2 separate regions of the Rattus norvegicus genome follow, and region 1 is linked to region 2. The links are chromatin contacts, called in public Hi-C maps. All regions are on one chromosome and are shown on one strand. The core of a region is the stretch at or near the end of the contact, and the rest is flanking DNA. Distances in the headings are between cores, read along the strand shown. Region 1 overlaps LOC134481019 (a long non-coding RNA gene). Region 2 has its middle 220 kb from the start of Opa1.

Region 1 (7,318 bases), core at 3,229-5,728, 73 kb after region 2:
TCATGGCATTTTGTCACAGCAACAGAAACCTTAACTAGGACACCCTTGTCCCCTGGTTTACTTAGAAGTTGGGGATTTGACATCAGAAGAAATGGGACAAGGAGCCTGACTTTGACCTTAACTGGGTACTTAAACCCGGGGTAAGCCTTTGTAGGGATTGTGCTTCCCGAAACACAAAGTTGCTCACACCAGGTTTGTGAACTCGAGACGAAGAAAGCCCGTGAGAGAGCTTTGGAAGCTGAGCGGTGCCGCTCAAATGGATCATATCACTATGTCTTTACTTGTTATCTGTGTGTATGTGAGCTTGCGTGTGCGTGAGCCGGCAGAAGTCAGAAAAGGGATAAGGACACCTGGGAACTAGAATTATAGGAGGTTCTGAGTGTTGGGAATGAAACCTTGATCTTCTGCATGAGCAGTAAACACTTCTAACAGCCTTTACTCTATATCTATACCCTAGGAATCTTCGACACTCACAGCTCTAGGGAAAGGGGGGTTTCCCCTTCAAATGCTATCGAATATACCCAGGTGTTCTTTCAGAGTTAATGAGGAGCATGAGTGGGCAGGGGTGTGGGCGTGGGTCATAGCTACGGGAGAGGGTCTTTCCCATTCTCTTGGCGGGGCCCGACCTGTTCCTGCACTATGCCATGAGGAAGTGAGCTCTCCCTCACTGGAGACGTTTGATAAACAGCCTCCTAACAGAGGAGCAGTGGGGGAAAATGGAGTCACCACCTAGGTCAGAGGTTCTCAACCTACGGGTTGTGACCCCTTAGAGAGGTCAAATGACCCTTTCACAGGGGTCACCTAAGACCATTCTGCATATCGGATAATTTACATTGCAGTTCATCACAGTAGCAGAATCCCGGTTATGAAGTAGCAACAAAAATAACGCTATGGTTGGGGGTGACCATGACGTGAGGAACCATATCAAAGGGTGGCAGCATTAGGATGGCCGAAGACCACTTACTCACTGTCTAGATATTCTACCGATGACAGTTTATATGAACTTCTTCGTTTTTTTTAAAATTTTGTTTTGTTTTTGTTTGTTTTTAACAACTTTTTCAAGTTTACCTCTTTGTTTTTTAAAAAAAAAACAAACAAATTATTTCTTTTACTTTTCCAGATTCTAATACAATTACACCATCTCCCTCTTCCCTGTCTTCTACTCCCCCTGCTCTCTTTCAAATTTATGCCCTCTTCTTTCATTAGCTGCTGTTACTCACGTATGTATGGATTTTTAAAGACGTAAGTGAAGCGTAAAGCTGAACTAGAGAGGCGGCTCACGGGTTGGGGATTTAGCTCAGTGGTAGAGCGCTTGCCTAGCAAGCACAAGGCCCTGGGTTCGGTCCCCAGCTCCAGAAAAAAAAGAAACAAAAAAAAAAAAAAACAAAAAAAAAAACCAAAACAAGAGGCGGCTCACGATCTTAGCGCACTGCATGCTTTCCCAGAGAACTGAGGTTCGGTTCGAGCACCTGCATCAGGTGGCCCACAGACTCTGGCAACTCCAGCTTCAGGGGGCTTCAAACCATCTTCTGGTATCCATGGACATGCATATGTGTGTGTGTAAGCACACACAGAGAGACACATAAATATAAACTAAAAACAAATATTAATGAAGAGCAAAAGAGCTGGCTGGCCTCAGAAGGGCACCCGGCCTCAGAAGAGTACCCAGCCTCAGCCTCAGAAGGGCACCCAGCCTCAGAGAGGCACCCAGCCTCAGCCTCAGAGGGGCACCCACCCTCAGAAAAGGCACCTGGTTTCCATCCTGCTGAGGACCACTATTGATTCGGACCCATTTAAACCCAGGACCACAGTTCTCTCTGAGAGCTGTAGATTCATGCCGAAAGGGGAGGAGTGATGTTCACTCAGCAGAGCTCAGATAGTCCACAACCCCGCCCCATGCTTTAGGGTGGCGTGTATGCACCCTGCACACGCTGCTGCTGACCTTTCCCGAGGGTAGCTGTGCCCATGTGTTGTCCACTCACAAAGTCAAAACAGATTCCTCAAACCTGATGGCTCAAACTGCTCTTTCTGACTCCAATCAGTTTAACCAACCAATGTGACCCTCTGTGGTCACCTAACCAACCATCACTCTCTTCCCTGCTGCCACCCCACACTGGATTGTCCTCTCACCCACTCCTGCATGGCATAGACCAATTCAGAGTTCCAATGCCACGGACTCCAGCAATCCTTCTTCACTTACTGTCAACAGAAGTGATTCCCTCTGTCCTGACCTCTAGTCCTCCTTTCCTTGTAAGGCTCTGTCTCTATATTAGAGCTAATTAGAGCCACCCACCAGCCCTTAAGTTTGAATTCCTCACGATGAAGCCTTGTGTCCCTCTCCTCCGTCACCCTCTCCTCTCTGCCCTACACAATACTCAACATTAAGTCTTTGGAGTCGAGTGAACAAATAAATCAATCTTTCCCTTCCACACACCAAAACCACCAGCTAATTGGCTCAGTGAATCCTCCTCTTCCCCTCCCTCCCTGAGTGCTGGTCTGGTGATTCCGGCTGCATCTGGAACACAGACAGAGACCTAAGAGACATCAGGAAGCAGAGATCACCGGTGAACCGGAAGCACGGAGGAAAACTCAATCAGTAACATGCTGTCACCGATTGCAGGCTCCGGAGCTAGGGTTGGTGGCACATCTGTGACCCCAGAACTGGGAGTGTGGGATGGGAAGGAAGATCCGTCTGGGGTACACACCGAAGACCCTATTTCAAAAGGAAGACACCCACCCCCAACTAGTGACTAGTCACCAATTCATCCCAAAGCCCAGGACATCTTTGTGAAGGCAGTCAGAGTTTTTAGCTTGTCTGTTAAGCCTCATAGCAATTAGTTCTTTAGAATTGTTTTGTTCCTACTTAGATACCGTATTACACCAAAATCCAGTGTCAAAGGAGGAGCTGGGAGGGGCTGTGCTCTGGTGATGACAGCACCCCAGGCTGGGGAACAAAGAGATGGGCTCTATAGCTTGGGGAATGTAGACTTGACAGAAGGCCATCCCTGCTAGCCTCGTCTAAGTCCCTATGAGAAGCTGCCTCCCATCCCCGCGCCCCACCCCCCGTGGGTGAGAGGAAGTAGACATACTTCCCCAGCTGTCTTCCCAATACCTTTAAGCTCTTTCTCAGTGCCTCCCACAAAAGGTTCTGTGGGTCTGCTTACACAGTAGCACATTGTTGGCCAAAGCCAGGTTTCAAGTGACAACAGAGAAATGGGAGCTTGGAAAACAGGGCTCCTGTTGGCTCCTGGCCCCCGGGGCTGCCCCGTTTCCAATGCAGGGGTGTAAAGTGGGTTAGAGGAAATAGACAGCTTCTGAGCCAGAGTTTCACCTTCCCATTTCCTCTTTGTGGCTTCCTCGTGACCACGGGTAGTTATATATGACTACTAGCTACACTGACCTCCAACCCCTACAAGCCTATCCCTGAGAAGTCGGGGGAGAGAGTGGGGAACAGCCATCTGCAGTGGGTAGAAGAGAGCCTGGGACGTCTTGCCCTAGTTCCCCAGTGTCCCTGCCACCCACCGTCCAAGGCAAACACGGCAGCCATCCCAGGAAGCAAGCAATTAGATGCTCCCAGGGGAGGCCTGTAAATTCCTAACTTCTCCCTTCAGAAGGTTAAAAGTAATAGGGTTGCTGGGATTTTTTTGTCTCTCTGTGGATGAATGCGTATTGGGTGTGTGTGTGTGTGTGTGTGTGTGTGTGTGTGTGTGTGTTGTGTGTGTGTGTGTGTAAGAGGGAGAGAGATTCCCTCCTCCCATCCCGTGTCTTACACAACTAGCTATTTACACACCAGATGATCCCTGCAGGAAAAGGCAAGTCCCCAGCCGCTGTGGAATTTTAAGAGAGCTTCCTGGAATGCCCTTGTGGGATGTCTGGTTCTAATTGCCTCCGTCAGCGGAGCTGGCAGGCGCAATGAGAGGTGAAATTGAACAGATTCCAGTTCACATCAGACCCCCAGCCCTGCCAGAGTCCCCCAGGGCCCGGAAAAGAAAACAAATGTGGCCCAGGCAGTGGAGGGGGCGTGTTGGGCATGGGGGTGGGGGCGCCGCTAGACTGGAAGTTGGAACACCGAGATTACCGTCCCAGAGCAGCGGCTGGTGGCTGGCTTCACTTTGCACTCATTGCTTAGCCTTGCGGGCCTTCTCTTTCCTCGGCTGCCAAGTGAGTGGTCTCCCAGGCCTCTTCCTAATCTAAGGTGGGGGTTGGAAGGGAGAAGGCCGCCCCTATGGTGGGGTGACAGAGTTGGGAGGTCAGTGGTTTTGTCTTCGGGCTTTTGAATCACATATTCTCCCCTTTTTACATTTTAGATCGTTAAGCATGATGGGAGGTGAGAGAAGACTTCATTCCATCTACTAGAACCTAGTCATGCCCTGCGCTAGCCCTCATCCCTCTTCCACAGCTCCTCCAGGGATGGCTGAAGGTCTGGAGGTCTTAGCACAGACCTCGGCTAGAAAGAAGACAAGATCCACAGTTCCTTAGTGCCCCCTATGGGTCCAAAGGATGGAGACACTTGAAAGAGGCTGCCCAAGAAGCCACTTCTCCCAACACCCCGCACACCTCCACCCAGGACAGCCAGGACATCTCTGGCTCCTACCTCAGAGCCAGAGGGCTCAAACTGATCCCTAATTTAAGGTGAAACTTTCTTTCTTTTAAGACTGTTGTTTTAAAGCACAGACACTCACTGTTTAACATCTTGCCTTTGCCAGGCTCAGCCCCAGCTTGACCCCCTAGGCCACAGACAACCTGTGTGCGTCTCCAGGCATCAGGGGTTCACTGTGTATGAGTGTGTGTAAGGAAGTCTGCCTGGCCCAGACCAACCACATCCTAGTCACCATGATTTTTGCCAGATTCAGGCACAATTGGCAGAGATGTCTGAGAATACATGTGTAGAGAGGCTGCAGTCCACAGGATCATCAAGCATCCTAGAGCTCTTGGCTCTATGGCTTCATGGGCCAAGATGACCATAAGCCCCTGCCTTCTCAGTGCTTTCCAGAAAGGAAGTAGGAAAATGCAGGGGTCGCCATGAGGCCCCATCCAATAAGTCAGCCCCCTTGAAGACCACCTGGTGACTTCTGCTCACATCTCATTGACCACTCCAGCTGCAAGAATGGCTGGGAATGTAGCCCTGTCTCCTCTCCTAATGATCCAAGTTCTTTTCCTAAGAAACAGCTATAAGGGCAGTATAAGAAGATGGTCACACCTGCTATTATGTGTCTGGAGAGGGGTGTGGGAGTATGCCACAGTCCTTGTCTTGGGGACACTGGCTTCCCTCTGCAGGAAGACAGAGAGCTGCTGTGTGCTGTTCATCTGATCCAAGAGCTTATCCTCAGCTTCTTACACAGGACTAGACTGTTGGTAGGGAGAAATGTTATCTGTGGGATCATCTCTCCCAAAGTTAATGGCAGGCAGGTGATTCTGAGCCAGGCCTCTGGGCCTTTCCTCAAGGAAAACCATGCCAGTTCATCCCTGAGGTGCACACTCAAATCTGAACACATCTGTCTAGTGCTCACCATCTTGTCTGGGACCCAAGGGCATCTTCTTTTCAAAGGTTCTGGTGACTTTGTTCTAGTCCCAGGCCCCAGAGGACACGGGGGAAAGCTTTCACCCTAAATTTGGATGCACCCCCACTTCCCCACTCCAGGCAAAAGACCCTTGCTATCCTAACCCTTTGTTTGTTGTGCTGGGAGTCTGGGCCAGCCTGGCTCACACAGCAAACATTTAAATGTCTAAATGTGGTATTTAAATTGTGTAGCCCCGGGCTGGAGAGATGGCTCAGTGGTTAAGAGCACCGACTGTTCTACCAGAGGTAATGAGTTCAAATCCCAGCAACTACATGGTGGCTCACAACCATCTGTAATGAGATCTGATGCCCTCTTCTGGTGTCTGAAGACAGCTACAGTGTACTCATATATAATAAATAAATAAAATATTTAAAGAATAAATAAATAAATAAACTGTGGAACCCTAAGTATTGGCATGGCTCAGTGAGTGTCCTGATGACTGGCCTCTGGTTCTCTGCTCCTGAGTGTCCCTGGCCCTTCAGATTTGGAGAGGAAGCTCATCTCTAATTTGGCCCCTGGTTCTAAGCTAGTTGATGCTAGACTCCTGATGCTAGCCAGACTCCTCGTTCTGGGCAGTTGATACTCCTCAGACTGTTGAGAGAGGAACAGAGGAATAGAAAGTTTGTCTGAATAGTTATTCCTTAAGAAGGTCCCAGGTAAAGGGAGGGGAAAGCTTTGACTAGCCCTGTGAGTTCCTGTGAGTGTAAGGAACCGCTTTCTAACCTATTGAGACTGCAACACTTTCCCATGGGGCTTTGTGAGTCACCTCTGCTACAGCGACCCCCTCAATCTTCGACAGCCAGCCATGCCAAATATCCTCCCAAGCTGTGCCTTCTACTAAGCTGGTGCAGGGCGTCATCTTACTCATGCTCCAATTGTCGCCACTCTTGTTTGATGTCGCCCCCAAAATACAAACAAGAGTGGGGGACCAGAGGCCTTGAAGAGCCAGAGACCAGCTAAAGCTGTCTGATGGAAAACAGAAGGAGAGAGAGCCCAAGTAGAATGTGTGTGTGTATCCTAGTGTGTTAAAAATGTAAGTCCCCTTACCGCCCATGTTTGTGGTGGGGTGGGATGTCTAGCGCTCCACAAACACTCTGCAGAAGTTTCCAAGCTTATCCCTATACACATTTCCTGTCACAGCAAGTATATTGGTTCAAGGTGGCCCCATGAATGGGAACAAACAGGAGCTCCAATGAAGGAAACACCTCAGGGATTAACCTCTAACAGGGACAGATCCCTGCCCCTCCCTTCTCTCACCACCATAGGTGGTGCCTTGGGGTGGGGGTGTCTCAAAGCTCACCAGGGTTCAAAGCACCCAGGCAGGTACCAGACATCCTTCTTCCTCTTTGCCCTTCCAGCCCTCACTGCTCTCCATCCCTGTCTCCCCTCCAGGCAGCCTGCAGCTCAATTAGAAAAGCATTTCCAGACCTCTCAGGGACTGGCATGGCCACATTGTTTGCATTCCCTGCCTGTGGCCCCAGCTCCAGAGCAAAGGAGACAAGCAAATGTAGTCTGTCTGGTCTTTTAAGTCACGCTTCCTCCGACTGGTGCTGATCAGAATGATCAGAAAGGTGTCTTCTGAGTATGAAAGTCCTTCCTGTGACTCTTTGGGTGGTGTTCTGGGTCCATGGGGACTCCGGGTTAAGTGATGTCCAGTCCATGCTCAGGAGGTGGCCACAGTCAATTGGGGATGGAGTGGGGTAGCGGGGGATGGGGTGGGGGTGCGGGGATGGGGTGGGTGGTGACATAGTTTTGGG
Region 2 (6,812 bases), core at 1,749-4,248:
AGCTGTTCCTTATGCCAGGAACCCTGTGTTCCCAGATCTTGGCAGGGCTGGCTCCCCCTTGTCCTTCAGGCCGCAGGCTAAATGCTACCTCCTCAGAGAGGCCTTCTCTAGTCACTTCTCCCTCCAGGGTTCTCTGTCACATCGTGCTGTTATTTCTCCTGACAATTGGCAGGAGCTGTAATGACGGGTTGGCTTCTTTGCCTGTTTTTTGTCACACTAGACTTCAAGCTCAGAAAGAGAAAGCAGCTGTGTTTCTCATGGCTGGGACTCCTTAGCTTAGATGTGCTGATGCCTGGTCAGCATGTGATCAGTTCCTGGGCAGCCAAGATGGTCTCACAGATGAAGGTATAGGTGACCAGGGCTTCACAGGAAGAACCAGAGTTCACCACCGGAAGTTACAGAGAGGTGGTGAGTGGGTCAGGGCTGGTCAGTGTTGCTATGAGCAGCTCTGTCCAGGGGAAGACAGAGCTCTGAGTTTAGAAGCAGCAACAGACATTTGAACAGAAATGCTTCGGGACGACAGGGCAAGGCGTGGGTACCACTAGTACAGTTACGTCCCCTCCATTGAAGTGAACTCTCCCAGTATCCTTCTGAGCTAGATATTTGTGTGTGCCGTGTCGGTGTGTGTATGTGTGAGTGTGGATGGGTGGGTGGGAGGGGGAACCCACCCACTGGTCAGAAGAGACCTTATCCGATGGCCAAACCTAGTTACCAAATATAATTCATAGTGAAGATTATCAGTGTTGCCATGGGTTGGGCAGGCACTAAAATCCAACCACTCCACTAGCCATTTTGTGCACAGCAGTCTATTAAAGGCACAGACATCACGCAAGATGCCATTTTTCAGTGTCGAAAGGTAAAGGGTGACTAAGATGTCTGGGGTCACAGAGCTAGGCCACGAGGAAGAAACGTTCAAACCCAGCTGCCTCCTCCACTGAAGCTCTTAGCTGCAATCCTTCTGGGCGGTATTATCTCACAGGTGAATCAATTCATGGGGTTTGGCGAAGTCCCTTGTGGACTGAGTCATTCTAAAGCAGACTGCCTGAACCTGTTCCTCTCCCAGAAACTGATCCTTTAGCTGCCAAAGCCAAGGCCAAGACTCTGGAAGACTGGTAACCTGACAGTGCATTTGCTGTGCCCTTTTCCCACTCAGAGAGCTGCTTTTCTCTAGGACAGGGCCCCACGAGAAACAGTTTAATTACTGGACATATCTCGCTTTGCTCGGCCCAGGAGGGGCATGGTTAAAAACTTAAGAGACAGACACACTGCTCTGGATGCCGGCTCCTGAATTAACCACATGACCTTGCTTGGGCATGTTTCCTTACGGATTGCATGGTAACTAACCCTCACCTGTAAAGTAATGTGGGTCAGAACAGTCTCACGGTGTTGCTGTAGGGGTTACAGGAAGGAGCATGTCAAGTGCCAAGTACTGCTTGTCATCCAGCAAGCCCTCTGCAGGTGCTGGCCTTTCTCCTTATTAGTAGTGTCCAGGGAGGAGTACAGCTGATCGAGTGGGTCAGAATCGAGGCACAGCTGCTCAGCCACTAGCTTTGGGTGTAGAACATCCCCTAGATCCCTCGTCTTTAAACTCTGAAGTCAGTTTTGAGGAGGACGGCCATCCTTAAGTCAAAGTTGACTTCTGTTGGAAAATAGCTAACACCAGAAGCAGGGGATGATCCTGGCCACAGACGGATGGCATCTGTACTGCCTGACCCCCAATGCTACATCCTGAGGGTGGGCCCCAGAGTGTGCTGCACCAGCTTGTCTACACAGGAAGCCTGCTGTTTGGCTTGGAGCACTGGGAGGGCAATCAGCACAAGAATTGCAGACTTCAGAGCAAGGCCTAGCTGTGAATCTGTTCTGTAGGAGTCTTGGTGGGTGGTGGCAGGTTATTGTCTCCCCCATGAGAAGGAGGTCTATAGATGTTGGGTGTGTATATGCTCCCGGATGTGGCATTTCATAGGAAATGTCTTTTCGTAGGAAGAAAACCTCAGATCGTTTGGCACCCTAGTTTCTTGGTAACTGAAAGGGGGGCTCTGGGAGAAAGTGGGTGTGATATGGTGTTGGGATGCTGACACCTTAAAGGACCTCCATAAGTGTCTGGGTCTGCGGGCTTTTACTAAGTTTCTGTCATCTGGCCCATGACCAGTCAGTTACCAACCCTGAGTCCTGGAGGGCACAGACTTCCCAATCACCTTTATCTGGAACAATACCTTCCCTGGGGCCAAGTAGATTAAACATTCATGCCCAGCAAAAGTTCATGCTTACCTGCATCCCTGTAATGTGACTGCCCTAATGCCTGGAGCCTTGGCTGCTGTCCTCTGATTTCTTTTATGGGTCCTAGTGAGTCCCCTGGGGTGTTACCTATCTGTGCTTGCAGGTTTTCACTAAAACCTAACCCTCCCTTGTCAGTCATGCCCAGGGACGTTCCCTGAACCAAGCAACCACCACACAGTAAAAATCCACCAAGTCAGGAAGAGTATGTCCCTCTGGGCTGACATTTCCTCTGCTTGGAAACTGGAGACGTTGGACTAGCCCCTACTAGTTCAATCTGTACAAATGAATTATTCCATTCCATCCTCCATCCACTACCGAACATAGTTTCAGCACCTCTCCGTCTGTTAGCAGTGGCACAGGAAAAGTCCCTCACACCTTGGTAAGAAGATGACCCTGCAAAACAGGGCAGGCCCTAAGAGCAAAGGGTCAGCATTATGAGTAGTCAAGATGGGTTTGTGGGAGGGGCCAAGAGGACTTGCTTCTCTGAGCCTGCATACAGGGTGATCTGGAGCAGGCTTTGCAGACTAGTAGGTCGCAAAAGTCGTTTCCTCCTCGTATAGATCCTCCTCCTGTCTCCCCAGCATTACTCAGCGCCCTGAAATGCTTGCCTCCCCGCAGCGGGTGCCGGTCGTCCACCAGAACGCGACACAAAGGTCTCCTTGTGGGTCTGCAGCCCGGGGAAAGGCGGGAGCACCGAGCCTCCGGGTGACTCACGCCCTTGCCATTTCCTTTGTGCGTCCTGCTCCAGCGCGTGGCTGCGGGTGGGAACGCGGCTTAGGCGCGGGCGGAGAGGGCGCCCGGGGAGCCGCCGAGCGCTTTCATGTGGGCAGGGGGTTCCCAGCTCGCGAGGCCGGCCCACGCGCACAGCCTAGCTGGATCAGCTGCGGAGCAACAGGCTCGCAGCCTGGCTTCTTCAGGGCTCAAAGCAAAGCACCCGCCCTTGGGGATGCATGTGGTCCCCAGCAGGCGTTGCTCTGCTGCTGGTCTCCTCCGAGGGCGTGTCCTTGTGGAAAAGTGAAAATTAACCACGGCAGGGAAGGGCTCGCACGGCTTGCCGCGCGATCTGGAGGATCTCAGGTTCCAGCTCCAGAGTCCCATCAGCAGCTGCCAAAAGGCTGTGCAGGGGACATGTCTGCAAGCCACCTGCACCCAGCGACTTGCCAAGGTGACGATGCCTGGGTACCAGCCCAGAGCAGTGAATGCACATCACTAATGAGCGATGGCTTGCCTGGGAGCCGGGAGATAGTCTGCCTCAGCATCTGTTAACAGTGGGTTCCCAAGTGCCCCTCTTTCCTGTGCTTGCCCTGGTTTCAATTCTGCCCATGCGCAGTTTCCTTTGCCACAGAGACATTGAGCAACTTGCAGATCTCCAGGGCTTCTTCACAAGCTGTTCTCAGCAGGGAAAGCCTGTCCCATCCTGCTGAAGGACACCTGGCCTTCAGCTGGGAGCTGCTCCCTAGAGTCTGGCTGAATGCTACTTTTGTGTATTCCTCTGAGAAGGAATATTTACAGTCTTGTGAAGCCTCACCCACCCAGCCCCCTGCTATGACTGTTCCTTTATACCAAGGCAAGAGGTAGACTGACATAGTCAATGTGAGTGTGAGCAAGTGAGAGACCAGCTGAATGAGAGACTTGGGAAAAGACATTTCACTGACTACTTACTAGCCCTGGGTGGTACCAGACAAACCCTACAGGAAGCCCAGGGAACCAGCTCTAACTCTCTTTGCTTGTGCAATGTCCGGGAGGTGCAGCAGTAGGTGCACTTGTGAGGCGCATGCTCTCAGTGAGGAAGGACCCACCAAGACAAAGATACCACAGTCGGTATCAAGATCTAGGGCCAAAGCCAGCTTGTGGATCTATCTAGAGTCTAGAAGAATACGGAAACAAAACCAAGCACGGACATAACAATGTTCTCTCTGTCTCTCCCTTGGACCAGCTTGTCTCTGATAAGACATAATGGGTGCAGAGAACCACACCCCTCCCCACTCCGTTGCCACCAGTGTTTAAGGTTTGCAGAGCCTTCCCAAGTGTGCTCACTGGGGATGATTGTGTGGGTGCGGAACTCATCTGCCCTGATCTTAAGATGAGCATAGTGGTGCATGCCTTTAGTCCCAGCACTCAGAAGGCAGAGGCAGGAGGATCTATGAGTTGGAGGTTAGCCTGGTCAGCAGACCAAGCTCCAGGACTACATATCAAAACCCTGTCTCGAAAAACAAAAGCAAAACCAACCAACTAACCGAAAGCGGAGAACATAGGTTTTTTTTCCCACAATTCAACGAGTCTTTGAGATTCCGGCGAATATTAAGCATTACGAAGCTGAATGACACATGGTTCTTGCTGCCAGGAGCACCCAGGCTTGACCAAGAAAGAGCCCTCCAGGTGGTGACCAACATGATAGAAACATCATGCAAGCTGGGGCCCAGATGAAGGTGAAGTCTATTCTTCATGAGGTCAGAGAAGTCCACAAGGAAGGCTGGAGAGGAAACCTTGAGGGGTAGATAGATAGGAGTCCTCTGAAGTCAGAGGGAACATGGGGAGAGCTCTGTGAGACAGGTGCTATGACAAGGGAAGTGTGATACCATATGACTGCTGTCTCTGGCTATATAATATGGCTGCTGCCTTTGGCTATATGGTATGGCTGCTGCCTTGGGCTATATGATATTAATCCTTTTGACTTTTGAGTCGACAGAGATAATCAGAGCAAACATGGGTTATAAACTTGAAATTCCTGGAGGATCCTTTAAGGCACTTTCTTTGAGTGCCACCAATTGGTGGATGGGGTGGCAATTAATTGAGCTTACATGTTGCTGTGAGTAACTCTCCCATAGGGAGTGTAAATTTAGGCATCCTTGCTGGTTAAATCGGTAATGGGTATATGTTAGGGGGTGATAAAATGAATCTTTGTGTCTCCCTACCCCATGATTCATAGATTGACATCCTAAGCATCGATATAATGGTATTAGGCAATGGGGACTTTGGAAAGCAATTCGGTCACACGAGTAGAGTTCCTTGTGAGCAGGATTAATGCCCTGATTCGAGAGCCTTCAAGCAATGCTCTTGCCTTCTTCCTTCCAATAAGGATTCCCACAGACCTGAAGCCTCTCTAGAGCAGCAGGTATCAAGCTGTGGGTTGTGACCCCTTTGGGGTCGAATGACCCTTTCACAGGGGTCACGTACATATCAGATATTTACACTAAGATTCATAACAGTAGCGAAATTACAGTTATGAAATAGCACTAAAATAATTTTATGGTTGGAGATCACCACAGCATGAGGAACTGTATTAAAGGGCCACAGCATTAGAAAGGTTGACAACCACCTCTCTAGAACCGGACAAGCACACAGCAGAACCCCACACAGACCACGTACCCTGATTTCAGACCTCTGTCTTCCAAAAGACTGAAAAAGTAGTTTCTTATACCACTCAGTCAGTAGTAATTTACTATCACAGTCAGAACTGACACGATGGTGAATGCCATAAGGAATTCAAAGGAGGATTTGAGGAGGGATATCTACAGCATTGCTGGCAGAAGGAAATGATCTACCAGGGAGGCAAAAAACGGTACAAGTGTCTACAGCCTGAGCCTGAGCCTAGGCCTACCTTAACTGATGATCAGGGCCTCTTCTGCAGTCACACTGCGTGATACCTGGGCATCTAACCCCTGGATCCTCAGCCTCCATCATCCTTTTTCTCTTCCCTGGTTCTCACTCTGTGGGCCCTGGAACCTCTTCTGCTTGCCATTGAGGCTTCTGAGCCGAAATACCCACTCAGCCAAGTCTGTCTGCCTTCAGCCTCTGATGCTCTAGAGCTCCCTTCTTAAAACAATCCTCCACTGATTCCCTTACACCATCTCTCTTTGTCTCAGTCAGTCCTAGCTGCAATAGCAAGCGGTCACAGACTGAGTGGCATGGGAAATTATTGTTCCTGTTTCTCGTAGAACAAAGCAAAAATGCAAGGACAGATTCTGAAGGGAGTATATCTCAGCATCTCAGGCCCTCAGGACAACTGGTATACCACCTTCAGGCTCTCAGGCCCAGAGGTCATTAACAATGGCATCTGTATAAGTCTCATGAGACTGCTGGGAAATAGTTAACACCATCACCATCCTTGGGTCCATGATGCCGTGCTGTAGAGCTTCTTGTAGACATTGACGTTTAAGATTCATCAGGATAGTGACCCAACGAATTGTCACAGAGAGACCTTGCATCTTGTCCCCAAGTTCTAATCTCTTACTTGAAGAGGAACTGCCCATATAAGTGTTATATGAGTTCACTCTTGGGTCCTACTCTTCTAACAAGATGGCTGGAAATTGACCGTGGAGGGGAAGGAACACTGGAGAATCCAGGACTCGGAAATATGGTTGTAGGAAAGGTCTTTCAGATAGGATATAATAAAGTATATAGGTATGGGACTTAGAGATACAAAATCACACGAGTCTATAAGTGGTTGTGATTGCCAGGATGAGTCTGAGATTATTGAAGTTGTAAGACCCTGAAATGCTATCTGCTGTAACTTAGGTAAAGTACCTTGATTC

Evidence for each region. A called contact is a pair of places that touch in the nucleus more often than the background predicts.
Region 1: a Hi-C map of the A7r5 cell line shows a contact between it and region 2, with 2.3 times the contacts expected there. The contact joins two enhancer-like sites. A contact is called at or near these places in 4 of 12 Hi-C or Micro-C datasets (the A7r5 cell line, Schwann cells, mammary epithelial cells and 1 more).

The regions. Positions count from the first base shown.
Region 1 is chr11:84,537,798-84,545,115 of GRCr8, forward strand. It overlaps LOC134481019 (a long non-coding RNA gene), which reads left to right. Exons shown (of 2, transcript XR_010056167.1): 2 at 4,308-4,653. Among named protein-coding and RNA genes, the nearest start is that of Opa1, 150 kb to the right of the region's middle. Within about 2 kb of position 4,479, at least 9 of the 93 cell types and tissues checked have an H3K27ac peak or open chromatin away from gene starts, as enhancers often do. A contact at or near this core is called in the A7r5 cell line, where this site is marked.
Region 2 is chr11:84,466,618-84,473,429 of GRCr8, forward strand. No RefSeq gene overlaps it. Among named protein-coding and RNA genes, the nearest start is that of Opa1, 220 kb to the right of the region's middle. Within about 2 kb of position 2,999, at least 35 of the 93 cell types and tissues checked have an H3K27ac peak or open chromatin away from gene starts, as enhancers often do. A contact at or near this core is called in the A7r5 cell line, where this site is marked.